Linked DNA regions of Mus musculus: region 1 is linked to region 2. Evidence: chromatin contacts called from public Hi-C data. All regions are on one chromosome and are shown on one strand. The core of a region is the stretch at or near the end of the contact, and the rest is flanking DNA. Distances in the headings are between cores, read along the strand shown. Region 1 has its middle 87 kb from the start of Gm527. Region 2 overlaps Lrfn5 (leucine rich repeat and fibronectin type III domain containing 5).

Region 1 (7,224 bases), core at 3,693-6,192, 3.0 Mb after region 2:
CCTCAGGGAATTAACTTAATTTAAATTAACTTAAATCAAATTAATTTAGCTACCAATGTCACTAACCTGTTTGTAAGGTTGAGACCCAAATATCATAGCCTGTGACACACAAGGTTCATGGTTTAAGTCATAGATTCCACATCGTTTGCATAGGGACAAGCTGTGATCAGCAACACATCTAAATTTCCATACAGCTGCTCCATAAAATTTATATTTTAAGGATACATGCTGATATCATTCCAATATAAAAGGATAGTCTGATTCAAAGGTCCCCATAGGCCTTGTAGACTATTTTAAAGAGAGTTGAATATATTTTTAAAGAAATTACAATGTAAAAATTCCCCGAAAGAAGAGCTTGTAACTATAGCCCTGAAGTTGTTTAATTGGGCATTCGGTATCTAATTAGGATTATGTGCGTTCAACACATATATCCAACATTCATAAAACTCATGCAAATCTTTATACAAGACAGTCTCACCTTAAAAGAAAAACAATGAAACTAAAGAAATCAATCAAAATGGTAAAGATGCTGGATTAAAAGTAGTAACAGGGACAAACAAAATGACTCAATGGGTAAAGGAAACTTCCTTCAAGTATGGCATCCCAGGTTCAATCTACAGGACTAGATGATGGAAGGAGAGAATAACATTTTCAAGTTGTCCTCTGTGTGGTAGATACACACAAATCATGGCACATGTATGTTGGAAATATACATGTAATAAATAATAAATATTAGATAAATGTAGCAACAGATTATAGAAACTACTACTTTGTTTTTAACAAAAAAAAAAAAACTGACTAACTATAAACTAAATTTTTATTCCAGATAATGTGCCAGTACATCACAACAAACTATTTTCAAATAAAAAAGGTCATATGGGTAATGCCTTCAAATATGTTACTTTTACTGTTGACACTAAACTGAAATCTATTTTTTCTCCAGTGCTGGAAAATGAAACCAAGACACTTAAAGGAACCTTTCTTCCTGTCTCCTGTCATTATTACCCACCACTGAGGGGATCCACTATAGACAGCATCTGTAGAAATGTCACTAGCATACTTTCCTGAAGGGAATCTCGATTTGACAACAACCATTTGTAACTAAGGAGCAGTCCAGGAACATGAGAAAGAGTTAACGTTTTGTGAAAACATTAAGAAGATAAGATTTCATAGTTCATGGAATTTTATAGTAATAATTCCCAAATGTATAGTTTATATTTTCAGTAATTTTTAAATGTGTCTTTCAAAATCTCAATGGTATGCATAATTTTTAACAAATTGTGTTAACAAACTAAAAATGTGAGACCACAAAGTATATAGTTAAAGGCAAAATTCAGGAAAAGGTCTTGTGTTTAAGTAATTTTTATATCACTTTCAGGTTTTATGGTTCTGAACAAACTATTTAAAATTTGGTGCCTTGAACTCTTCAATATAAAATGGGAAGATACTAAGAGTAAACGTCTTGCTGCAGTTGTGCTAAGGAAACATTAAATAGAATACGTGTAAAGAACTTAACACCATGTGTGGCACACAAAGGCATCAGCTTCCAAACGCTGACACCATTGCATACACTAGCAAGATTTTGCTGAAAGGACCCTGATAGAGCTGTCTCTTGTGAGACTATGCCGGGGCCTAGCAAACACAGAAGTGGATGCTCACAGTCAGCTATTGGATGGGTCACAGGACTCCCAATGGAGGAGCTAGAGAAATTACCCAAGGAGCTAAAGGGATCTGCAACCCTATAGGTGGAACAACATTATGAACTAACCAGTATCCTGGAGCTCTTGACTCTAGCTGCATATGTATCAGAAGATGACCTAGTCGGCCATCAGTGGAAAGAGAGGCCCATTGGACTTGCAAACTTTATATGCCCCAGTACAGGGGAATGCCAGGGCCAAAAAGTGGGAGTGGGTGGGTAGGGGAGTGGGGGGGAGGGTATGGGGGACTTTGGGGATAGCATTGGAAATGTAAATGAGGAAAATACCTAATAAAAAATATTTTTAAAAAATTATCTTTGGCTCTTTTAAACTTCTTGCCTTCATCTTTCTTCAGCTTAATAAAAAAAAAATTATGTACTTTCTGTTTAACCTACTCAGAGGTAAGGTCTTGCTCAGTTCTTTGATGCTAAGGGAACTTTCCTGACCCTTTGAAACTAATAAGGCTACCAAGCAATGACTTGGTAGTTACACAGTACTTTTGGCCACTCAGGGTGCTATGCTGTGTTTATGGTGAAGCAATCCTGACATCTAGTGGTGAGAAAGATGAACTATCTCTTTTGGTAAGCAAATGGTCGAAATAAAAAACCTGTAGTCTCCAGGCATGAATACTGACATTTTAGCCCACCTTAAGTCCAATTAAACAGATGTTGGTTACTCCCAAGATAGAGGCCATTGGGAATATCTGGCCTGGACAGTCAGTGCAGCTGTTAATGGGCTTTATAGCTGAGTAGGACTGATGATTGCACCTTTCTCTTGTCAGCTTCCATAGCACCTTCCCATCCTAGGAGAGCTTGTCCTCAAGGAGACTTCAAGCTCATTTCCAGTTTGATTCCTAAAAGTCTGGTTCAAAAGTGTGTGGTGTTTTCAGCCATAGGGTCTTGACTAGCTACAGTGGCAATAGGTTAATAGTTTGCGAGTCTCTTGGACTCCCCTGGTCCACTACTCAAGGGGAGGGTTTCCTTGCCTAACACTGGTTAGATTGTCTCTGGCTTTGGGACTAGCATTGTCATCTCATGTGGTGTGTGTGTGTGTGTGTGTGTGTGTGTGTGTGTGTGTGTGTGTGCGTGTGTGTGTGTGTACATGTTATATGCATTTAAGCGAGCTTATGAAATAAAGTATTCCCTTAAGGATTGTTCAAGCATTCTTAGTGTTATTTATCTTTCATAACTGTTACAGTAAACCTAGCTAACTAGTTGTGGATGGGGAGATCATTGACACGAGTGAACATATTACTTCCATTTTCCTAAATTAATGTAGTTTCTATATTCTGAATACTTAGCTCTTACCCCTCACCAAAAAAAAAAAAAAAGAGAGAAAGAAAAAAGCCTATTCTTGCCGCAGACAGAGGCCATAATAGAGCTATACAACTGGCAATAACGCAGGAGAAAAAATGGCCATGGGAGTTTAGCCCTAACTAGTACATCTACAACTCCTTGGAAGAGGGAAAAGAAAGACTGTAAAAGGCTGAGAACCAACCACCAGCTGAGATGGTGCCTCCTAGACATGGCAGTGGTGCTACATTCATGAAATATGAACAATAGGGTTTCCTAAAAAGACTTGCATAATGATGGTACCAATCAATATACCATGGATGGGGGGAAATTTCACAATGAGCTACATCAACTAGTGGCTGCTGAGATAGGGAGAAAGGGATTTCTTCAAGGCTAAGACCCTGATAGCTTATCCAATCTCTACAGAGACCTCCTACCCAGACTTGCTAACTCCTTTCCCTGTGCTGTATGATATAAACACACTAAGGGGGTATAGTTTAGTGTGAGTCCATCAGAGTGCACACCACTCACCTGACTCCAGATTTTCTGTCTATGTGTCTATCCTTTTTCATTCCCTTTTGCCCCAAGTCAGGCTTCTGGGATCCCAGTCACAAATAGTGATGTATGTGTGAGAAGGACTGAATTATTTAAGTGCATCATGTATATGTCTGATGCCCATAGAGTCCAGAAAAGGGCATTAGATCCTTGGGATCTTGACTTAAGGTGGTTCTGAGATAGGCGATGTGTATGCAGAGACCTGACTCCAGGTTCCCTGCTAGAACAGCAAGTACTTTTTACTCTTTACCACTGAGCTGTACCTCCTGCTGCTCATGTAAGAAATTCCTACAGTTTTTGTTTTGCTATTGGATGTAATTTTTCTTGCTTTCATTAGTAATTTTCCCAGCCCTTTGTTATTGAAAAATATACATGAAATACAAAACTCCTTCATATTTTGTTTAACATAATCATTGAAATTCTCTAATATTTACTATAAGACTGCATACAAAGGAGTTCAAGAAATAAAATGTCATATTCAAGGCCTATTTGTTTGTCCCCGTTATGTTGTATTCATCAGCCTTCCTTTTCTAGACTTTTTATGTTTGCCTAGAAAGCAAAATGAGCATTACTATTTCTTTTAAACACATTTTTGGGAGTCAGAAAGATGAGTCAGTGGTGAAGAACAGGTACTGCTCTTGCAGAAGGCTCTAGCTCAGTTCTCTTCACTGGGCTGGCCACAACTGTGGGACACTGTAGTTCTAAGGGATCCAACACCTTCCTCTGGCCTCTGTGGGCGCTTGTACATACCTGTACACACACATATACATGCATTAAAAGTAAATATCTTACTTTTTCCAGTTTTAAAGTAAACAAATCAATTTTTAAAAAAAGAATGCGGGTTAATGTAATTGGGGATGAGGATTTCAAGTAGCCAATCAGCAAAACAATGAGATATGGCTGATGTAAATGGTGAACGCAAAAGCTGCCAAGTAATAGATGAGTAATGACTGCCATTTAAAGACATTTTAAGTGATTTTATTTAGACGAATTTCCTTGCCATAAATACACCCATTGAAATTAAATCAGTTATTACTAATTACTGAAGCTGTACTACTGCTATTTTTGCCCTGGTACTGTAGTTACTTGGTTAGAGTCTTGTATGGAATATCAAGGATATAAATCAGCAACGGAAACTCAGAAGTCAATGTTTTTTAAGGTAACAAGAACCCCAGGACAAACTCAAGCAGGATCCCGAGTCAGCAGAGCCATCTGGTTATCATCACCACCATTAGTCACACCTGCCATTTGCAGTGCATGGTGATGTAGCCTTTCAGGCTCTTTCAGGCTCTTCCACTAAGTGTGCATTTATTCAACAAGTGGTCTGTCTACGGTGCTGCCAGATTGGGTAATGACCATGGCGGATTGCACAGACTTACCCTTGTGTTCGCTGAAATTACAGATTCCTAGACTGTGATAATTACAAAGCTTCAAACTGTTCGTTATGGGCTGAATGTTGCTCACTGCCCCAATACATATGGTGAAGCTCTACCCTGAATACCACAGAATGCAGCTGTGTTCGACAAAAGTGAAGTAAGACCCTTCAGATGGGCATCTAATCTGAAAAAGACATTTGAGCACACAAAAGAACCCCAGTAAAGGAAAATGCTGTTTGCAGACCTTAAGAGTGGCCCTTACAGGGAGGGAGAGAGAAGGGAGGGAGGGGCCTTGGGAAAATCAAACCAGTTAATTCCTTGATCTTGGACTTTTAGCTAAAAATTCTGAGAGATGAATGCCTGTTGCTAAGCGACCAGTCTGTCATGATTTCTTACAGGAGTCACAGCATACTAATAAGCTGTGATAGAATTCTATTTGGGGTGGGGAGGGGGTTACAAGACTGTGAGCACAAGTCTTAGAGCACCAGCCGTAAAGAAAGTTTCACAGAAGAATGGACTCCAACGACTGAGAACAGGTTACAGGTTTACAAGACAGAAGATGAGAAACATTGAGGCTTATGCCAAAGAGAATGGTTGAAGAGGGTCCTTTCTAAAAGTAGGGCATATTTTCCAGAACTAGGGAATGATCATGTGGTTGAAACCACATGCAAGTGAGAGCAGGGAATGAAAGTAAACTAGTGGAGGAAGATGATGCCACAGGATGTATGCATTTGCAGGTCAAGACTTAAAAGATGAGGCGGTGGTGGCGGTGGTGGTGCATGCCTTTAGTCCCAGCATTCATGAGGCAGATCTACATGAGTCTGAGGCCAACCTGGTATACAAGGAGGGTTCCAGAACAGTTGGTGCTATGTAGAAAGACCGTGTATTAAGTAATTTATATATAAATTATATATATATATATATATATATATATATATATATATATATATATATATGGTGAATGGGGAAGCTGAGTCATTTGCATGACATAAAGAAGTGGCGTTATGGGATATTTGACCCTGTTTCTAGATGTGGTGTGTCTCAGCCCTTAGCACACATCTCTAATCCCTCTGGCTGGATACAGACACTCCCTTAGTATTCATCTTTAACTCTAAACAATGAAGGTACAGTTAGTTTGTAAAAGGGAGCACCCATGTTTGAAAATTATATCTGATAGAGTAGCATAAAATGTGATGAATCAGAGAAAGATTTGACAGACTAGGATATGCCCAACTCTCAGGAGAGGAGAAGGGAGACAAGCTACTTAAGGTAGAGCCAGAACTAGGAGGAAGCGGTTCCAAGCACAGGAATACAGTAATGTATATGGAGAGCTGTGCAGTAGAGTTGAGAGGAAGAGTGGAGCAGCAATGAGAGGGAGAAGGAGTCAGGTTTACCAGGAGAGCTTTACAGAGAAGGATGGAAGAGAGAACAAGCTAGACACAGGTAAAGACAGAAGAAGCAAGGGAATGAGAAGGAGTCAAAAGTTTAGAAGTGATTACTAGTTAGTTTGAGGCCAAGCATAACAATTCAGAGGCTGAGAGAGAAGCCACATTGAGTAAGTCAGCTGGGAGAGGAGCTTCAGTCAGAACAGCTGAGTTGAACAAGCCAGCTAGAGTTCAGGAAGAAGTAGAGTGAGCTTATGCAGCAGTAAGTCTCAGAGGCTGAAAACATTCTAGGCCTACATAATTGTGCGGAGGCTAGAAGCTTCCAGGACTAGGCCAGGGCTAGCAGACTGAAGCAATAAGCCTCAGAGATGACATTTGATCAGGCAAATGAAAGCTACTTTTACAAAGTGACATATTGAGAAGAAGGTTATAGCAATGAGATGGGTTGTAATATTTAAGTTTCACAATTGTGGATGGCTCACTTAAGTGGAATCAGCATTTATCCTTCTGAAATTGGCTCATCTCTTAGCACAATGTCCTCAAGGACTCTCTGTGTTTTCAGAAGTTGAAGTGTTTCCTTCTTTTTCAAGACATTAATATTCCATTGTGTATACATAAAATTTTTATTTAATTAACCTATGTTGGCTATTTCCATCTCCACTATTATAGGAAATGTTTCAATGAACATGGAGTGTTGAACTCATGTCAAGTGCTCTTACCATTTCTTGAAAGGAAGGAAACTGTCCAGAGTTTTAGATATGTCTTTGCATTGATTGCTCTGATAGTATCCTGAATAGTCAAGATCATCAATTGCGTACAACAGAATTCTTCACTTAGTGTTATACTTTCGCAAAGCTATTTAGGCACAAGTTAGTTTTAAAGAAAGACATGGTTCTTTTTGTTGTTGCTGCTGGTTATA
Region 2 (6,461 bases), core at 2,821-5,320:
TTGTGTAAAACTTTGTATATGCATTTATACGTTTGAGACTAAGATACAGCTTTTGGAGCCAGAATGTGAGGATTTAACAACATCTCATTCAACTATTAGTTATAAACTATTCCCACAACTAACATTCCACTCCTGCCTCTGTAGCTGTTGAGTAAATATGCTCACAATCTCTGGAACTCACTGGGTAAAAAGAGTTGTCTTAAACCAGATTTCTGTTTCTTTTCTGAAATCTTAACTCTCTAATCTCAGGCACAAATCTCTCTCTCTCTCTCTCTCTCTCTCTCTCTCCCTCTCTCTCTCTCTGTGTGTGTGTGTGTGTGTGTGTGTGTGTGTGTGTGTGTGTGTGTATGTGTATTTAAGTTGCTTGAGGTACCTTGGACATATTTTAGAATGGTTCTTAATTTACAGAAGATAGTAATCCTTTAATTTCTTTCAATTAATATTACAACCTGTCTAGTTATATTATTCTTCCTTAGTGTCTACCACAGATACTAGACAAAGAATATTAATACTCATTTGATATATTAACCAATACTACTGTTTCTGTGATCCTATTTATATAAAATATTCTAGTGCAGAAATGAAATATACAATTATTGAATTTCAAACTCTCCTTTATATCTTTTTTGCAGGCTCTTAATCCTGATCTACAATGGAAAAATTCCTTTTTTACCTGTTTCTCATTGGCATAGCTGTGCGAGCTCAGATCTGTCCAAAGCGTTGTGTCTGTCAGATTTTGTCTCCAAATCTTGCAACCCTTTGTGCCAAGAAAGGGCTTCTATTTGTTCCACCAAACATTGACAGAAGAACTGTGGAGCTACGGCTGGCAGACAATTTTGTTACAAATATCAAAAGGAAAGATTTTGCCAATATGACCAGCTTGGTGGACCTGACTCTATCCAGGAATACAATAAGTTTTATTACACCCCATGCTTTTGCTGATCTACGAAATTTGAGAGCACTGCATTTGAATAGCAACAGATTGACTAAAATTACAAATGATATGTTCAGTGGGCTTTCCAATCTCCACCATTTGATATTGAACAACAATCAGCTGACTTTAATTTCTTCCACAGCCTTCGATGATGTTTTTGCCCTTGAGGAGCTGGACCTGTCCTATAATAATCTAGAAACGATTCCCTGGGATGCTGTAGAGAAGATGGTGAGCTTGCACACCCTTAGTTTGGATCACAATATGATTGACAACATTCCTAAGGGTACTTTCTCCCACTTGCACAAGATGACTCGGCTAGATGTAACATCAAATAAACTGCAAAAGCTGCCTCCTGACCCTCTGTTTCAGCGAGCACAGGTGCTGGCCACCTCAGGAATCATAAGCCCATCGACTTTTGCATTGAGTTTTGGTGGAAACCCCTTGCATTGCAATTGTGAGTTGCTGTGGCTGAGGCGATTGTCTCGAGAAGATGACCTTGAGACGTGTGCTTCTCCTGCACTTTTAACTGGTCGTTATTTTTGGTCAATTCCTGAGGAAGAGTTTTTGTGTGAGCCTCCGCTCATCACTCGTCATACACATGAGATGAGAGTCTTGGAGGGTCAAAGGGCAACACTGAGGTGCAAAGCTCGAGGAGACCCTGAACCTGCGATTCATTGGATTTCCCCTGAAGGGAAGCTGATTTCAAATGCAACACGATCTCTGGTGTATGATAACGGGACACTTGACATCCTTATAACAACTGTAAAAGATACAGGAGCTTTTACCTGTATTGCTTCCAATCCGGCAGGGGAAGCAACACAAACCGTGGATCTTCACATAATTAAACTCCCTCACCTACTAAACAGCACCAATCATATCCATGAGCCTGATCCTGGTTCTTCTGATATCTCCACATCCACTAAGTCAGGCTCGAATGCTAGCAGTAGTAATGGTGATACAAAAATGAGTCAAGATAAAATCGTGGTGGCAGAAGCAACTTCGTCAACAGCATTACTAAAATTTAATTTTCAAAGAAATATTCCCGGAATCCGTATGTTTCAAATCCAGTACAATGGTACTTATGATGACACCCTTGTTTACAGGTAAGACAAATGCAGCCATAATGGATCTTTGCTGACCAATACAGTGCAGGGTTTGTTAAGCACTATGACTTTGTATTGTTTCTAAATTGAAACTGCTATGCTGTGCTGTAAATGTAGCAATCCAGCCTTCTAGTGGATAATGTCATATATGAAGTGATAAGTCTATGTGGGGAAGAAGTTTGAATGGCATTGTTTCAAATGGTACACATTTATATTTAATACTATGCCTATTTTTTTTAACCTCGTATGAGGGATGTGACTATCATACAAGACAGATATACTTTAAAATTTCAAAAACATACCAGAATTTACACATCCACCTGAGTGTTCTTTCCTTCAAGGAAGTCACGTTGGGAGGCTATCCCATTACCCCAAAGATGCAGCCATTGCTCAAAGCAGTTTTGGAGTTATCTTTAGAACCTTCGGCATACTATTTTGAATATCCTCAGTGGTGGCAAATCTTCGTCTTTGAGGGTGAGTTTCAATTTTGGAAATAAAGCCTTTTGGAGTCAAGTCTTGTGAATAAGGTGGGTGACCAAATGGGTATTGCCACTTTTGGGTGATAAATAGGATGTAATCATAAAGTATTGAGACTGATGCTTTGAGTGGTTGAGTTATGTGTGCGTATGCTGGTTTATGTGCATGGGTTCTTAAGATACTTCCAAAGAGGCTAAACATCATATTTTGAGCAGTAAAAGTATCACTGGAGTTATGTATGCAACTACTGGGACAGGACAGTGACGGAGAATTTGCATATGCTAATGAGTTTCTGGTATGTTTTTCTAAAGTTCAGCCTCATTGATTTATAGTCACATCTTGTCCAATTTTCAGTTGGAAATTCACAATTTTTATTCCATATAATTTTACACATGACATATTATTATGACCCCTAGGAAATGATCTAAAGTCACAGTTTTGAAAACCTATAACCTTTTGGGTAAGTTTAGTTTTTATATACAGAAACTAAACCCTTGAAAATAATTTGTGTTTCATTCATGTATGGAAAAGAGATTAATTTTTTAAAATAAATGTAGACTAGTGGGAAAAAAAAGTATAATAGCTAGCTATGTAATCAATCTTGGACCAGGTTCTACCTGATTGAGTTTTAATTTCCTCATCTTTAAAATGAGAACAATTAGGCTAAGTGGTTTCTAATATCCCTCTCATCAGTAAATGGTTGTGGTGGCACACTGTGACATATGAGTATTAGCAGAATGTAGTTTACTGCTGTTTCACAGGCTCTCCACACTCTCCACAGATGATATTCAATTGCTGTTCAATGAGAAATACTGACCTCACCCCACTTTCCTGTATTGTCCATACATTATAAGTGTTAACTCTGTCCACATTTTACTGGCAAAATCCCAAAGAAAAAAATTCTTTGTGGTGCTGAGATCCTTGCTGAATTCCTGACCAGAGTGAATGTTATCTTCAGAACATCAATATCCAATCCATTGCATTTTATAAAGTTTATATATTGATATCCAACATTTACAATACACTGACTTATTGGCAGCATTGATTTTGGTTATGAATACATGCTCTTGCAAATTTTCTGCTGCATTCAGAGCACACTATGTATGTCGTGTTCCATTTTAGTTTTTACCATGGTTTGAAATATTTATAATTCATTTTCAGGAAACAATTTTAGTTTCACTCTTTATTTCCAAAACAATAATACTTTAAATTGTACTTGGTTACATCTTAGAAAAAAGTTAGCAATAAATAGGAACACAGAAAAATCATGTCTATGGAATGGCTTCAGAGATTTCTCTAAACATTAAAAAAAAAAAAAAAGTCTCTTGATTGAGATTGTCACCGGCATATGTTGGCTCAGTGAATTCATACTCTTACCAAATGTTTTGTGTCCTGGTTATTGCTCACACATGCACATCGCACTCATTAAGACAAACTGGAAACTAAGGCAGAAGAAATCACGATGTCTGTAAATAAAATCTGTTCATCCTGGTAACAGTAGAAGTTCGTAAAGACAGCCTCAGCAGGTTCCATTCCATAGCAGCTTATTACTGATTTGGAAAGCAAATGCTCTGAATCACAATTCCATTCTGGTTGCTAATGTGATTGTCAGTGTTTTCTCTCCCTTCAAATTGCCTTTCAGCCATAGAGGTGTTGTAAGTGCTAAATGGATTTGTTTAGTAGTCAGATAATGTCATAGTCACACCTTTCGAAAGCAATTTGTCATAAATGATTTTTTTAGCAATGGCTTTTTATTAGGAGTCCTGCTTTGCCAAGCATTGTAATTAGTAAGCTTGTCACGGCCTGGTGCAGGCACCATTAATATAATGCGAACTGTAACAATGAGCTTTCGGCTCTTCTAACTGGGTAAATATAAGATCAGTTCACATCTCCATGTTTCATATCTGCTGTAAATGTGCTTATCTTAATGAGGATTGAAGGAGACAGACCTAAAGCCATAATGACTTTGCGTATATGTGTTGTTTTGTTGCTAATACTAACACCTATTCCATTGTCCCTCAGAATGATACCTCCTACGAGCAAAACATTTCTGGTCAATAATCTGGCATCTGGAACTATGTATGACTTGTGTGTCTTGGCCATCTATGACGATGGCATCACTTCCCTCACTGCCACAAGAGTCGTGGGTTGCATCCAGTTTACTACGGAACAGGATTATGTCCGTTGCCACTTTATGCAGTCCCAGTTCTTGGGTGGCACCATGATTATTATCATTGGTGGAATCATTGTTGCATCCGTGTTGGTTTTCATCATCATACTAATGATCCGGTATAAGGTTTGTAACAATAATGGGCAACACAAGGTCACGAAGGTTAGCAACGTTTATTCTCAGACTAATGGGGCTCAGATGCAAGGCTGCAGTGTCACGCTGCCCCAGTCCATGTCCAAACAAGCCATGGGCCATGAAGAGAATGCCCAGTGCTGTAAAGTTGCCAGTGACAATGCAATTCAGTCTTCAGAAACATGTTCGAGTCAGGACTCTTCTACCACTACCTCTGCTTTGCCTCCTACCTGGACTTCAAGTGCGCCTGTGTCTCAAAAGCAGAAAAGAAAGACTGGCACGAAGCCAAGTGCTGAGCCGCAGAGTGAAGCTGTCACAAATGTTGAGTCCCAAAACACTAACAGGAACAACTCAACTGCCTTGCAGTTAGCTAGCTGCCCTCCTGATTCTGTTACAGAGGGGCCCACATCTCAAAGAGCACATACCAAGCCAAGTAAGTTTCTCACTGTGCCTGCTGAGGGATCTAGAGCCAGGCACAGGGCCTCCCTCAGTGGAGGTTTAAAGGACTCTTTTCACTATGGTAATTCCCAGCTGTCTCTTAAGAGAAGCATGTCTATGAATGCAATGTGGACTTAGCACTGTATTTCTGATGTTTGCTATGGAAAAGGAACTGTTTTAAATGTGTAGTGCGTATAAGAATCCTTTGTGTAATCTATTTTCTCTTTCGAAAAAGCACAGTGATAATTCACAGAGGAAATTGAAATTTGAAACTCTTCTCTTTTGTGTCTGATACTTCCACTTAGGATTTTAGAAACCTTCTAAGAGATAAGAGTATAGTACCTTCATATACATGCATGAAGGTTACATGAATAAAATGGCAAACTTGGGAGAGCAAGAGACCACAAGAGTGCCTTCTCCTTCCCTAAGGCTAATATACAAGCCCTCTGATATACAGCAAATCAAAAGCAGAACTCACAGGGCCAAGCGATTTCTCAGCCTATAAAGGCAGCAAGCCTGCCAATCCTGACCAATTAGTGAATGGGAACCAATAGTGGAAAGAGGAGAATGGACTTCCACAGATTGTCCTCTGACCGTCATCCTAGTCTCACACCACCATCTACACAAAATACGTAACAGTTTCTTAGGTAAAACCCTATCACATAAAAATTAGATTTTGTAATTTAAACAGAAATCTGTTTATGGATAGCTGAACATTTTCAATTGAAGGCACGATATTATTTTCAGTGACAATTATGTTGTAAGGAACAATGTAATATTTCAATTTATTATTCAAATTAAGCATTGCCAAGAAGGCTAAAGTAAGTAACCTTCTAAAGAAAAGTCTTGGTTCAGGTGCCAAAATTGGGCAAAGCTACAATTTTTTCCCATAATTCAGATTCTTCAGTGGAAGATAATATAAAAGGAAATTTATTTTACATTTATCATATATGCTAATCCATAGAAATATAAAGGTGATCACAATTATTCTGAGCACAACTGTTGAATGAATGTGTTTTATTTTTTAATAAAAGGTAAAGAATCAGGTAAAAATGCAAGCCTGATTCTTTAAACAAGTGTTTGCTTTTATCACCAAGAAAATAAAAACTTCGAAAGGAGGACTTGTCTGGTTAACACATTGCTCATTAATCAGAGTGACTTTTTTTTCTCTTATTTGTTATAAATGTGCTGTTGAATGCTTGTCTTT

What was found. A called contact is a pair of places that touch in the nucleus more often than the background predicts.
Region 1: a contact with region 2 is called in a Hi-C map of cortical neurons, with 2.2 times the contacts expected there. The contact joins two enhancer-like sites. A contact is called at or near these places in 9 of 484 Hi-C or Micro-C datasets (cerebral cortex, cortical neurons, differentiating embryonic stem cells and 5 more).

The regions. Positions count from the first base shown.
Region 1 is chr12:64,827,624-64,834,847 of GRCm38.p6, forward strand. No RefSeq gene overlaps it. Among named protein-coding and RNA genes, the nearest start is that of Gm527, 87 kb to the right of the region's middle. Within about 2 kb of position 4,943, at least 10 of the 459 cell types and tissues checked have an H3K27ac peak or open chromatin away from gene starts, as enhancers often do. A contact at or near this core is called in cortical neurons, where this site is marked.
Region 2 is chr12:61,838,776-61,845,236 of GRCm38.p6, forward strand. It overlaps Lrfn5 (leucine rich repeat and fibronectin type III domain containing 5), which reads left to right. Exons shown (of 6, transcript NM_001310586.1): 3 at 633-2,037; 4 at 4,537-5,249. The coding sequence starts at 653. Among named protein-coding and RNA genes, the nearest start is that of Lrfn5, 320 kb to the left of the region's middle. Within about 2 kb of position 4,071, at least 8 of the 459 cell types and tissues checked have an H3K27ac peak or open chromatin away from gene starts, as enhancers often do. A contact at or near this core is called in cortical neurons, where this site is marked.